Linked DNA regions of Gossypium hirsutum: region 2 is linked to region 1. Evidence: chromatin contacts called from public Hi-C data. All regions are on one chromosome and are shown on one strand. Each heading gives the region's core, a stretch centred on a gene start, on an enhancer-like site or on the middle of the called end of the contact. The rest is flanking DNA. Distances are from core to core; before and after follow the strand shown.

Evidence for each region. Hi-C and Micro-C count contacts between places; a contact is called where the count stands out from the background.
Region 2: a contact with region 1 is called in a Hi-C map of leaf, with 3 times the contacts expected there. The contact joins the enhancer-like site here to the promoter of LOC107940020 in region 1. A contact is called at or near these places in 11 of 34 Hi-C or Micro-C datasets (callus, hypocotyl, leaf and 1 more).

What each region holds. Positions count from the first base shown.
Region 1 is chrA13:18,726,757-18,734,101 of Gossypium_hirsutum_v2.1, forward strand. It overlaps LOC107940020 (probable serine/threonine-protein kinase PBL3), which reads right to left and starts at 3,286. Exons shown (of 6, transcript XM_016873427.2): 1 at 2,709-3,286; 2 at 1,494-1,840; 3 at 1,261-1,396; 4 at 881-1,017; 5 at 652-775; 6 at 1-300. The coding sequence starts at 2,772.
Region 2 is chrA13:18,813,729-18,821,073 of Gossypium_hirsutum_v2.1, forward strand. No RefSeq gene overlaps it. Among protein-coding and RNA genes, the nearest start is that of LOC107893964, 9.2 kb to the right of the region's middle. Within about 2 kb of position 2,498, at least 3 of the 9 cell types and tissues checked have an H3K27ac peak or open chromatin away from gene starts, as enhancers often do. A contact at or near this core is called in hypocotyl and leaf, where this site is marked.

The DNA of each region.
Region 1 (7,345 bases), core at 2,036-4,535:
CTTCAAGTTGCTCCAATGCTGCCAAAACTTCAGACATTTTAGGCCTGAGTTTGGCTTCAGTACTTAAACATTGTAAAGCAAGGGTAGCAGCTGTATAAGCGCTTTTCTGTGGGTACTGGCCCCCCAACTTAGTGTCCATTATTCGAAATAATTTTCTTTTGTCACCCAAATAGGGTTTCGCCCAGTCTACTAGATTCTGTTCGATACCAACTTTTGTTTTATCAACAGCCCGTCGTCCAGACAACAGTTCAAGCAGCACAACCCCAAAGCTGTATACATCACTCTTAGCTGTCAAACGACCTGTTCAACAATGGAAGCTTCATTACATGTAACTTCTGACAAGATATAATATGCAAGCTTCATTAGGAATCATCTCATGGAAAGATAATTTATCTGAGTGCCTACTTTTTTTCATGCAAGCAGTTTGCATATGAAAGAACAAAGAAAATAGTTGCTTTACATAAGTATCCTAGTTTTGGACCAATGACTAAACAGACAATTGCACTTTAGATACCTTCACAGCAACCAGATTAAGATTTAATTTTTTATTTCAGCAACAAATATCTCTGATAGTAAACTAAGATACTAAGAACTTATGAGCAATCTTCAGAAATTGCAAGCAGCATTATGGGGTTTCAAAAAACCTCATACCGGTAGCAACATATTCAGGTGCTGCATAGCCGTGAGTACCCATGACCTGAGTTGAGACATGAGTCCTATCACCAGTAGGCCCTGCCTTGGCCAACCCAAAATCAGAAAGTTTTGCATTGAACTCCTGCATCCATTGAATTATTACCATCAGAGACATTAATCTATAACATGGACAACCATAAACATGATACTGAAAGGCACAGAATTATTAGCTTTTTACTCAGCATACCCCATCTAGCAATATATTAGAAGCTTTAAAATCACGATATATGACTTGGGATTTTAAATCATGAAGAAAGGAAAGCCCTCTAGCAGCACCTATGGCGACCTTAAGCCTCACCACCCAAGAAAGCGGTTGTGGCCCTCCTGTAAAACAAGACGTAGCATCAAGCACAATACTTGTAATTCAACAATATCTACATGTTTTATTGTTCAGTTGTTTAAGAATCAAAACTGCATGGGAAACCTCCTTAGGACTGACCAATAATTATAGTCATGACAAACACGTAATAGAACGGAATTAGATTTCAAAAACCTTCCTCATAATTCATGGACGCAATACTTTTAAATAGATGACTCGTGAAAATATTCGTAGGATGTGATACTTACTTCTAAACAGATGATTCTCTAAGCTTCCTTTAGGCATGAACTCATAGACCAAAAGTCGGTTCTCTCCCTCAGAGCAATATCCAATCAACTTAACCAGATTTGGATGATGAAGTTGGCCGAGATAATCAACTTCAGTCTGAAATCAACTGACTATCAGCAAACAGGGCATGTGCGCAGACAGAAGTAAAGTAGAAGGGATAGAGTAAAAAAAATATTACAGAAATGAAACTCACCAACCACTCTTTGTGGCCTTGAAAACCTTCAGGTTTAAGCTTCTTGACAGCAACAACCATTCCTGATCCAGGCTTTGTAGCAGCTAATGTGTTTTCATCAATCCATCCTTTAAAAACATAACCAAAACCACCTTCACCTAGAAGACTGTCAGGACGAAAGTTTCTGGTGGCATTCTTCAACTCGCTGAATGAGAACGGCTTCAAATTGGGGGATGACAATATTTCTCCTTCAGTCCTTGGTGTTGGAAGACATCCCATACTACTCGTATCACTGAAAGATGGGATGGTTAAGCTCGAAGGAGCTGAAGACCGACTGGTTTTGCTGGAAACTCTTGAGCCTCCTGAAGCTGGAAAGAGAAAAACAAGTTCCTCAGCTCCCGTTTTCAAATAGAGAACATCATATATCAAATGCAAAACAAACTCAAAACTAAACTTATCTAGCGTCACAAAAACACACATATTTCCATTTATGGAGCATGCATTTTAGAAGCAAACTTCTTTTACATCTAGTTTATGGTAGATGATATCCTCAATACATGGTGATGGTGAAGTCACAATTGACCTAGTTAACCAAACAAGGTTTGACACATACATCCGTATTTTAAAATCCTGTAACAATGGTTAAGGTAAAAAAACCACAGACTGCATAGCTCATAGCACTCCAAGCAAGCACCTACTGTTCTTTTTGCATTTCCTTTAAAACATAAATTTGCAGTGTATTTTCTACCCACTAGAACCCTGCATATTCATGTCCACATGACTACTCTAAACATTACAAACAAAAACTTAGCAAGTCAATCTTACACTTCCTTTTAGTTTGCACGTCGAAACTCATTAAACTTCAGTGAAAATGAAAAAAGAAAGAGCACCATTTTCAAGTGAACTACATCTATTCACCGACACAAATCCTCACACTCAACTCAAGAAATTGAAGAACAGTCTCAAGAATCTAGCTTTGAGCAGCTCTCTATTCCTTGAAACAGAACTAAAAACCCATGGACAACAATAACAGAAATGATAAAATGAATGTAATCATTAGCGATAAGCTTTCACAAGGACAAAAACAAATTAACACTAAAGGAATATACCCAAAAAAAGAAAGTCAAAACCAACATAAAAAGTTAAGCCTTTAGAGCTAAAAAGACAAAAATAATCTTCAGAAAACAATAACCCACCAAAACAACAAATACCCTTTTACAGGAAATAAATGGTTACCTGAAGTTGCATGGGGGCTTTGGCTGGAATCCACTCTAGTAGAAGAAAATAAACAGTTTCCCATCAGAGATAAACTAATGCTTCTTCACTCAAGTAAGCAAAAATATTCCTTTTTGTTTTATAGGACTAACAATTCAACAAGTCATAGTCATTTCTGAAGTCCTAAAAGAAGACAGGAAGCTGAAAAAAAACAGCTCTCCTTAACTTTGGGTTGTTTGGTGGATCAGTCAAACTGCAAAGTTTAGATAATGTGAAGCTCTAAATGGGAAAATAAAAACAAGAAGAAAATGAAAGAAAACAGAGACAAAGGAAAGCAGAGAAAGAAAGTGGAAGCTTTGGGTGTTTTTTATTTGTGTCGATAGAGAGAGGAATCCCAACAACCGCGTGAGAGGGACTTGTTGTGGGAGGGGGGGGGACTTGGCCTTACCTATGACGCGTGCATCATACAAAGGCTTGGTATTGGTGGCAAGCATGTATGCTCTTCTTCAATGGCGACCCTTTCTTTTATATATGTACAAGTCCTTCAATGGCCAGAGAATCCATTCTTTTTTGTGTAATGACTGAATTCTCCTTTCTTTGATGTACAAGTCCACACAACCTCAAATGATGTCTCTTTTTCTTTTAATTATGTATTTAATTTCCTGAATTATCCCAATCGATCGGATTTTAGGTATAATTATGGTTTTAGTCCTTGTTTTGGGTTAGCTACATTAGAAGTCACTCAACAATGGTTTTTCTCTTTTTTGTTTACTCTGTTATGAAAAGTTATAAAGTAGCCATTCAACTATTAATAAATTTCTTTCAAGTCACTCAACTATCTTGAATTTTTTAGTATTTCCATTTTTACATTAACCAATTGATGATCAAAAAAGATAAATTGAATAGTTAGGTGTGAAAAAAGAAATTTACTAATAATTAGGTGATTATTTTATAACTTTTTATAGTCGGATGACAAAAAAACTATAGTTAAGTGACCTCTATCATAATTTACCCTTTTTTTATTTGGTTAAATTTTGATATTTAATTTATTTATATTAATTTAGTATGATTTGATTTTCTATTTTATAATATTATTAATTAGGGTAAAGTGTTAGCTCCACGTAATTTTTCAATTTAAACTTTTCTTTAAATTATTAGTAAGTTTATATTTTAGTCACTTAATTTCAAAAATATTTCATATAAGTCACTGAGTTGTTAAAATTGTTTATGTTTGGCCTTCTCTATCCACACTGCTTGTACCAGTCGAAAGCTCTCATTCTCATTCTCATCTACAGTTTTTATTTTTTCTCATGAAATAACATTGAACATCATGAATTTGCACATGAAAACCCAAACAGCTTTCTTTCAATCTCTGACACTAATTGTCAAATTGACTTAGATATAAGTTATGTTCTTCTACTTGTTGGTGAGTACTAATTAATCGTATTGATTGTCAAAACTTTCAAATAGTTTAATGATCATATTGTAACTTTTTAAAGTTGAGTGACCAAAACTTAAGTCCTTTAAAAAAACGAATGTATTTTATTAATATGTAAACTTATTTTTTATTAAACATCATTGAGTAGTGAACGGTGATAGGTGAAAAAAATGGTTCGGCTGAACTTTTAAGTGGCTTTGAATATGTAATCGAATTTATCATTTTAATAACAATATTTTCAGGGTGGTGCCAACCGCCAGGGAAGCTAGCAAGGCACTCGGCCCCTTCCTAAAATATAAAATTTCACGTTTGGCATTTATATTTTACAAAATCTTAATCTAATAAAAGTTAAAATTACACTTTGACCCTCAAAATAATAAAACTTTGATTTAATATTTTAAAAATTATAAATATTCAAGTTATTAAAATAATAAAATGCATTCTAACTCTCATAAAAATATACAATTTAATTCCAACCCCTAAAATTTTTTTCTTATTTCACCCTTGAATATCTATTAATGTTACCAATTTTAATCTACTAATGACACTAGAAAAATAGGAATGGGTATCATATTAAATTAAAATTAAAAATTATATTTCAAATTTTAACATAGTAAAATGATTAAAACCGTAATTTAGCAATTTTTAACAAATATTAGTTTTATCGTTATTGATTTAAATGGAACCTGTCCTGAAATTTGAATTCTGATATTTTTTAAATTATATTTTTTATTTAAATTTCTCGTAAGGCCCCTAAAATTTATTAGCTAAATACCAAAACATCAACATATTCCTTTTTTAATGAACATCGATAAATTTTTTTTTATTTTTTTTATTTTTGGAATTTGATAGGACAATAATGATAAAATATAATATACCCTTTGGGGTATTTATTTGAGTAATAATTTGGATGGATAGAGAAGATTTATATAAATTTGTTGTGGACATTTATGGAGCTTGAGCAGACATTTTGATTCATTATTATCTAAGTAAATATGTTGGTTAAACTTTTATTTCTTTTCGTTGGAAATATAAATAGCAAAACTAAATAAGGAAGAGAAATAAATGTTTTATTTCTAAACTAGTCCGTCTTTAATATTATTTATCAAAGTTTTAGTTGATTTTTTGAGTTATTCCTTCTTTTATATTTAACATATACTCTTTATTATCATCTGTTGATTTTTTTTAATTTGAATTTACATCGTTTAGATTATTAAGATCTCTTTTTTTTATATATTCTTCAAAGTATGGATTAACTCGATTCCATCTATAATTGAAATTATGAAATATACAACGATCTAATTTTTTTATGTTATACTAAGGTGATATTGTTAATATGAGAAATATTTTTTTCAAAACAACAAATGTCTTCTCAACCACAATTTAAATCCTTGAATGTTTTTGTCAAATTGTTCAAAATTTCATAACATTTCTTATAAAAAATATAAGCTTTTGTCATAACTTTAGAAACTTATTTTTATAAATAAGTTATAATAAAAAAATTTATTATTTTTATAATATATAGCATGGACATATAAATAAATTATGTCCATACTTCTTACTCATAACTTTTCCATAAATAAATATATTATAACACTTTTATAACATATAAATTTTTTTATAATAATTTTTTTGTTATAATTTTATAAAATACATATTATTTTTATAATATAATTTTTAGGATTTGTAAATTGTAATAGAAGAAAATTTTGGTCATAACCATCCAAAATACTCATACAGTTTGTATTTATAATATGATTTTTAGAACTTGTATAAAAATAAAATTTTAAAATTAAATTTGAGTGTAATTACTCGTATAAATATTCCAATTCTCATCCTCCTCCTAAGAATTAAAAAGTATAATCAAGATGCTTCAATTTCAACCAATTCGATAAGACTCATCGATTACAATAATTACCCAATCATACTCTCCTTATATAATTATAAACAATTATATCTAAATTTAATTATTAAATAATTTTTTCAACACTACCTAAAATCAGATTTGCACGTTGTACATTGCCACTAAATTTTGCTTTACTTCCAAATCACCCTTTCCATTAAATAAATATCTAAGTTTGAATAATGTTCCACATGGATTTATTTATATATATATTAATTCAAATCTAGTACTATATATATATATTTTTATATTTTTTATAGTTATCTTAGTTTTATTAATTCCTTTGTCAACCAAATCCACGGCTAACCACAAAGCAGTTCCATTGATTTGAATTTCTGGTTGATATCAAGTTTAGTTGGATCCATCAAAACCTTTAACCTTTCTATTTATTAAAAAATATATATTAATTTCCATCTTTTTAGATAGTTATAAATTTCATATTACATATCAATTTTTATTTAATGTCTAATTTGATACATAAATTTTAATATTATGCAATTATGTATACAAAATTTTAATTGTGATTTAAATGTACATATAAAACTTTAATTTTTAAACAATTTTACAAATTTAAAAAAAACATTAATTTATTTTTATATTGAATAGTGTTAATACCTTTATTTTTATTATTTATTTTAATTAACTTTAGATATGAGTTTTATCTAATTTGATACTTAATTGACCATTTTTTTTATATAGATACAATTATTATCCAATGTGTCAAAAAATAAATAGATATCAAATTGCAAGAAAAATTTGACATGAGAACTCGAGTTGAGGCACAAATCAAAATTTTTAAAATTATTTTATTATTTCTATTAAGACTTATCTTTTTATTTTATGTTTTACTAATTTAAATTGTTATTACATTAAACATATGTGAAATGTACAGGGGGCGTATGCAGAGCCAACCCTTTACTTTTCTTTAGGGTTTATTTACTTTAAGGTAAAGTACACCAATAGTCACTCAACTTTGATTTCAATACTTAACTTTGATCTCAATGTCAAAATAGTCACTCAACTTTCAATTCAGTCACTCAACTTTCAAAAAATAACAAATCAGTCCTACTAACCATTTTCCGTTACAGACGTAACGGAAAAGTGACCTGGCCTTTAACCGACTCTTTATTGTCATTTAATTGGCCAGTTGGAGGGTTTGTTGTTATTTAAATAGCCCCATTTAAGAACCCTCGTTGGGCATAAGTAAAAGAAGAAGAAGAAATGGGGATGTCAACCGTGATTCTAGTGTGGGCAATAGAAGAAAAAGAAGAAAAAAAATAGAAAAAAAGAAATCTCTGACCACTTTTGGCCATCGTA
Region 2 (7,345 bases), core at 1,248-3,747, 86 kb after region 1:
ATTCTTAATAAAATTATATTTGATGTAATAATTTTATTTATTATGAGTGATATATGATTCACTCTACTTAGATAAAACAAATGTTTTTGATGAAAATATATGAAGTGGAATTCAATATACCACCATTGTTTTAGCTCTTAGCAGCCATCCAGTTTTTACTTTTATATTCATGAATGGATTTCAAAGGCAGCAAAGGAGAGGGACTGCGATGATGGTGCATGGGGGATGGGATTTGAGAAGGAGAGGGCCAAGGCCAACCTCAATTAATGTTTGCAATTCCCCACCAATTTCATGCTACGAATTAACTTTGTTATCAACATCATGATTAATTCAATACTAATACAACTCGATTCAGGGGCGAAGCCAGAAAATTTTTTTAGGGGGGACCGGATGAAATTTTAATTTTTTATAGTTTATATTTTTGTAATTTGTAAATGATTAAATTAAATTTTTATAATTTTAGGGGGGCCAAAGTGTAATTTTACCTTTACTAATTTAAAATTTTTAAAAAATTTCAAGAACCTAAAATGAAATTTTTCATTTTAGGGGGGCCGGGGCTCATGCCAGCCCCCTTGGCTACGCCCTTGACTCGATTGTGTTGTTGAGAATTATTAGTAGTCTCGAGGGTATTCTTGTATGAGATTTTAATTTAATGATAAAATTGAAATTTAAAAAAAAATGAAGTTTTAAGTGAGTCATTCCGTAACAACACGTGGATTATCCTTTATGAAATTTTTGTAATTTTTTTTTAAAAAATATTGGTATAGCTAAAGGCAATAGGTCCCTAACAACAATGCTTATTGATAAAAATTCTCCATGCCCAATGCCTATGGCTAGGAATGTAACAACTTTGCACCTATAATTTGACTCTTCCAATTTTCTAATAATAATACAATGTTTATTCTTTTTCTTAATTTTAGATTAAATTATGCAATAAGATTTAATTTTTGTATTTAAATTTGGCATAATTAAATCTTTCTATTTTTATAGTGTTTTTAGTTAATCCAAATGGATAATATTAAATTTCCTTTTTAAAATATTGTTGTATATTTTTCCTTAAAACAAAAACAAAAATCATGATGAGCTAGAATAAATGTTTTTAACAAAAAACTATTTCAGTGTTTTAACCGGAATATTAACAATGTTAGCTATTTGGACTAATTGGTGACATTATAAAGGTAGATTGTGGTAATTCATGTGAAGTGTGGAAGCAGGTCATCCCTTCGAGGGTTTTGCTGCAATTATTTTTCTGCTTCGTTGATGGAGTGGCTTTGGATGAATTTGAAGAATGAGTTTGATTTAATTGTCACGGAAGTTGATTAGCAATCTTTATTCGGCATTATTTGTTGGAATTTGTGGGTGTTTCAAGGGGAAGCTTTAAATATATCTCACATACTCCAATTCTCGTGGTGTTAGGTGAGTTCCATCAAACATAAGCCTGGAATTTCTGCAAATAACACCATGAGCAAGAGACGATGTTGAGTGTGGAAATCTCCACCTTCGGGTTTCATTAAGTTGAACACGGATGGGGTAGGGGATCCTAACTCAGGGTTAGCTTTGGCGACAACTGTGGCAAGAGATGACCTTGGTACATGGCGTGGGGGAGTTGGGAGAAACATTGGCAGATGTAGCGTAGAGCAGACTAAGCTTTGGGCGATTTAGGATGGACTCCTTCTGGCAAGAGATGCTAATTGGGCTAATATTATTATCAAAACGGATTGCACTGAAGCTTTGGAAGCCATTTTAGATAAGTCTTATGGGCATTTGAACAATGATCTGGTCTTGAGAATCTAGGAGCTATGTAGAAGACAATGGTGGGTGGTCATGCAACAGACTCCTAAAAAAGCCAATGTTGCCGTGCATACACTAGCTGGGACGAGGAGCTTTCCCTTATGGACCGATAGCATTCTAGGAGACTTCGGTAGTGGTCGTGGAGCAATTACAATTGGATGTTCGGCTTATATGTAATGGCACTGGAATAATTTTGTAATTGGTTCTAGTTTTTTTTTTCTACAAAAAAAAAGAGAGAGAGTAAAAGTGACTAAAGTATGTTAATTTAAAGTGAGAATTAAATCTCAAGTTTGAGCACAATAGAGAGACTAAAACTATAATTTAGCTTTGATTTTATTATTTTTATGAATAAAATATTATGAAATTTTAATTATAAGTAAAAATAAATATTAGTTAGAGGGAAAATGATAGTTACTATAGCATTAGTCGTTAATAAGTTAATATAGGCGAAGATGGAGTAAAGGACAATATGCAATATTGAAAGGGGCAATGGTAGATCTCTAAATGCATGCACTGCTATTTTGTAGGCAAAAGGGATACATAAAGAGCTCAAGACGCAATGATAAATTCCACTAATCCATGAATGAAAATCCAAACAAAAATACAAAAGATCAATGGCGTTTTAATGGTGGGAGAGAATGGGATAGGCCCAAGTTCCCAAAGAGATTGATATGCGATGAGAAGAGGAGCCACTGCCCAATGGCCGCTGTGGGTCTTACTTCCTTTTCATATTCTTTTGATGAAACTCCACATCATGCCAACTCCCATCACCCAATCAATTGCTGCCATCACATGTGCCACATCTACTTTTATGCCTTTTTTTTAACACAATTTAAGATATTATTTTTATATTTATCTTCTGATTCATGAAAATTAAATATTGTAAGGTTGGTAGTTTCTCTTCGTAATAATATTTTCTTTAAATTTAATTTTTTTAAGTATAAAATATTCATTCAATATTTATTACTTTTTTAACTCAAAAAAATAAAAAAAATAAATGGGAATTTTATAAGCTACCATACCTCGACATAAAAGAAATATATGAATGATTACCTGCTAAATATTCAATAAGCTTATCATAACATGTTTCCTTTTTTTTTCTTTGCTTTAGCCTCTTATTAAGCTTAGTAAGCTTAATGCTGCGGTGGGCTCTTCGTCATTTGCCATATATTTTTGTATATGTTTGATAAAATGATAAATGAGCCTAATTTCTCCTACAAAATGATTTTAAACATACATTAAGGCTTAATTGCGTCAACATTCTCAGACTATTGTTCGTATTACAAATTGGCCATGAATTTTACAAACATTTTAATCAAAATATTGAAATATCAATATCATATCAATTAGGTCATTTAGTTAGTTTAGCCATACCAACTCAAATTTGACTTGAAACATATTTAAAACACATGAATCTAATTGTAAATACGTGTATCTTGACTTATTAAAAAAAATGAAATAATCCTTCTAAATTTTTTTGAGATTGTTAAAAATTTTTAACATGTTAGATGAAAGTTGTTTATTTTGTGAATACGCGCGTGTTTTATAAGTATTTAATCGATGTGCTTTAAGTCATCTATCTAAACAGTAATTTAGGACGTTTGGTGTAATTTATGTTTAGATGATCCCAAAACAAAAGTCCTTTCTTCAATTAAACCAACTAAATTACTCCTTACTGGTTTTGGATCATTAATTTTACCCTCAAACATTCATTTGTAATATTACAATGTGGAATGCAATTTTTTGGGGAATTTGATTACCGGAAATGTAAAAGGTTACAAATTTAAATTTCGGTAAAGTTATATTGATGTGTTTTGTTGACTAAACATTTTACTAGGAATGTGATAATAAATTTCAAAATTACCCATAAATAAAATGCCATTTTTTATTAATTTTAACATTTGTAATGATATTCATTTATCTCAAAATTAATATATAATTAAAATTTTTAAAAATAATTTAAATTGATAGCATTTAAAATTAAATAATTTTGTGACTTTGTGGTTAAAAGTATTCTTTAAACATAATGAAATAAATAAGAAAAATTTTTTTATCTCAAAATAAATTATGATTTTCTAATTACATGAAAATTGAGAAAATTAATTTCCTACTACTATCGAAAAGAATCTCATTCCATGGTATGAGGGAAAGTAATACTTTTTAGTATACTAGACGCGATAATTGTTGTTTCACCAATTAAATTTTCAGAAAAGTGATAACTTTCCAAGTTTTATTTTCTGATAATGTATTTTAATTTTTGGTTGAATTCTTTTTTTAATGATTGATTCAACCTCTTATTAAAAAAAATATTCTTTGGTTATATTTCATCCCTTCAACAAGTTTAGTAATGAGCATAAAAGCCCTATTATTCCAATGGAGAGACGAACCAATGATTACCTATTTAGGAAATTTCCAGACGAACAATTTCACCGAAATATTTCAATTTATTATTTCACTATGTTCAACTCTATGTATTCCAGGGTGTTCATAGTTCAGTTAAAACCGAATTAACCTATCGAACCGATCTAATTCGATTAATCATTCGATGGCTGAATTTAGTTCTGTCGGAGGTCAGTTAATGAAATTTTGAAATTTCGGTTATCGGGTAATTTACTAGATTAATCGAAATAAATAATATATATTATATATAATATTTTTTATATTAGCAATGTATTTTTTGAAATATTATTTTTATATTAATCAAAATAAGTTATATATTATATATAATATATTTTTTTGAACTATTAAAAAAAAGAAAATGAACGTTAGCAATGTAATTTTTTTTATATATTTTATACTTATTTTAACCAAAAGATAAAAACATATAAATTTTAGTTAACCGATCAAATTAACTGAAATATTTTGATTCAATTAATGTATTTGAAAAAAATTTTGATTCGATTAACGGTTAAAAATTTTTACATTTCGAATTTTATTCAATTAATAAACGGCTTATTGGAATAGATGTAGTTAAATAATACCTCCTAGAAACGTATAAGAAATTTTCTCCTCGTACGGCTCGAGAAAAAAATGATTTAATAAAAGTTATGTCTATGTACCAAATTGGCTATTTGAACACCCTAATGTATTCCTTTCATAATATGAAAATTTGAATATATACTTTTTGTTTGATTTGATTTACCCTTGAATGTTTTAATTTACTTTAACTGAGCTTACATGTCCAAATTATCAAGTAAATGATGTTCCTGATATAAGTAGTACATCTAAGCATATTAAACAATGGTACAAAAACATAAAAGCTTTGATGCTTTAATATATAGTTTTGAGTGGTAAAGTACTTTTTCACAAGTTTTTAATTTGTTTGATAAGTTTGGTTTTACGTTCTTTTTAATTAATCCAAATCTGAGGTTAATTTGTTTTGGCATGAAAAAAGTTGAACACTTTTACTACCCCATTTTCTATAGAAAGGGTCCATGATGGATCTTTTTACATTCAAATAAAGGGTATTTTGCTGAAAAAGAAAAAAATTAAAGAGATACATGGGTTAAAAGTTAAATGAGAGAGGACTAAAGCCTCTTTAATTGAAACCATGGCCTATCATATTTCTATTCCAAATCATTTTATCAACATTAAAATAAGTACTCTAATTGTAATTAGAGATAGAATTTTATTTCATTTATACTTCTTATATCTATAAATATAGACTTTGGCGAAGCATTGTAGATTATTCCAATTGATTAATAAAATAATCTCTCTTTTTGTTCTCCTATTTTCTTTATTCTCTGTCTTTTATTTTATAACAAAACCATCACCTATCATATTTCTATCCCAAATCATTTTGAGTTTAATGGGGATGATTTCCTTACAAGGCTGTTTAATAATGATAAATACATTTTCATTTTAATCTTACTTATTGCTTTAGAACAATCTTACTTATAAATCTTTTACATCATAAAATGATTTCAAATTTACTTTAATCTTTATTGATGTCTTATGGGTAATTGATTGAATTTGCGTATAATTTTTATAAAAAAGATTGATTTAATTTGAATGTTTGATGTTTTTTAAAGATGAAAGCAGAGCTTTGAAAATATTGAAACTTATCTTTAATATTTAAATCAACATAGATGAAGTCAAAATTAATATTACCTTACTTAAGAATTCGGATTTATTCAAATAAGTAAAAACTATAATGAAAATAACAAGTATTTGTACAATATGTTTCATCTAGCTATGAAGAACCAAATTTTGACACAAGTAGGTAGCACCCACATTGTGACAGTAGATTATTGAAGGATCAGGTAGTGAGACATGCGATTCATCTAGGAACTTTTGGACTCTATTTATTTCAACTAGTACTGAATTGACAACCCTATACTCTATCTCATTAGAGGAACGTGCAACAATGATTAGCAGATGGGATTTCCACCAAAGGCTAGAATTTTACCAGATGCTGAACTTTTGTTATTAATATCATCTGCCCAAGTACTTGAACAACGTTGAATAAGTCTTTTCTATCATGTGCAAACCATGATTTTTGGTATGTTGATGATACCTTTATGTTAAAGGGTTAATTTTTTTGAATCAAGACTAAATTGATATAATATATGATTATTGAGGGTTAAAGTTGTTATATACTAATTTTAGAAGCAATTAAGTTATAAGGGTGAAAAAAGATTTGAATAATTAAATGATTATTTTATATTTTTTCATAGTTGAGTGATAAAAAAGAAATTTACTAAAAATTAGAAGACTACTAGTGAATTTATCCAATAAATTTTCCCTTTGGTCGGTTGGCCTTACTGTTTTTTCGGAAAGAAAAGCAGTTAGTCTATGGGGACAAGACATACTTTTGCCGGTGAATTGCCTTTTTGGATAGAATACAACGCAAAGCTCTCTATTTTTTTTTTTTATTTTTTTTTCTTTTCTTTTCTCAATAACTTCATATTAATTTGTCTTGTTGTTTGTGCACTGTCCCATAATAATAGACCAATTGATTATAAGCTAATTACCAATTTTAATCTCTCTTTTTTTTTTCTTTTCAAGGGCCCCAATTTAAGATTTGTGTAGCATATACGCCATTACCCCCCCCCCCCCCGCCCCCAAACCCTCACTATTAATTAGATAAATCAAAATTAAGACTTAAGCAAAAAGTAGACAAGAAGTTTGAAAAAAGAAAAAGAAAGACCAAAGAGTACACATCACTTTCTACCATTTTCTATCGTTATAAGATATATGAGTATGGTCAGGGATAATTTATCCATTTCGTAAACATGATTTTTTTTTTGTCAATGCCAAGATTTATCTGCATTGTTGGTCAACATATTCTTCAACTTAAACCTAAAAGCATATATAGTCAAGGCTACAATCTTGCTCTTTCTGGTTTTTATTTTATAGGTTTAATTATTTTCGATATTTGTAGAGGTTATGTTCGAATTTTATCATACACGAGAGTTTTCCTTGAAATTATTATTGATTTATATATAGCTTTAAAAGAAAATCATTTCCCTTTTCCTTTTCCTTTTGAGTGTGAATGAAATGACAAATCTTGTTGCTATTGAACCATATTTTTGGTTGGAGAAAATATTCTTTG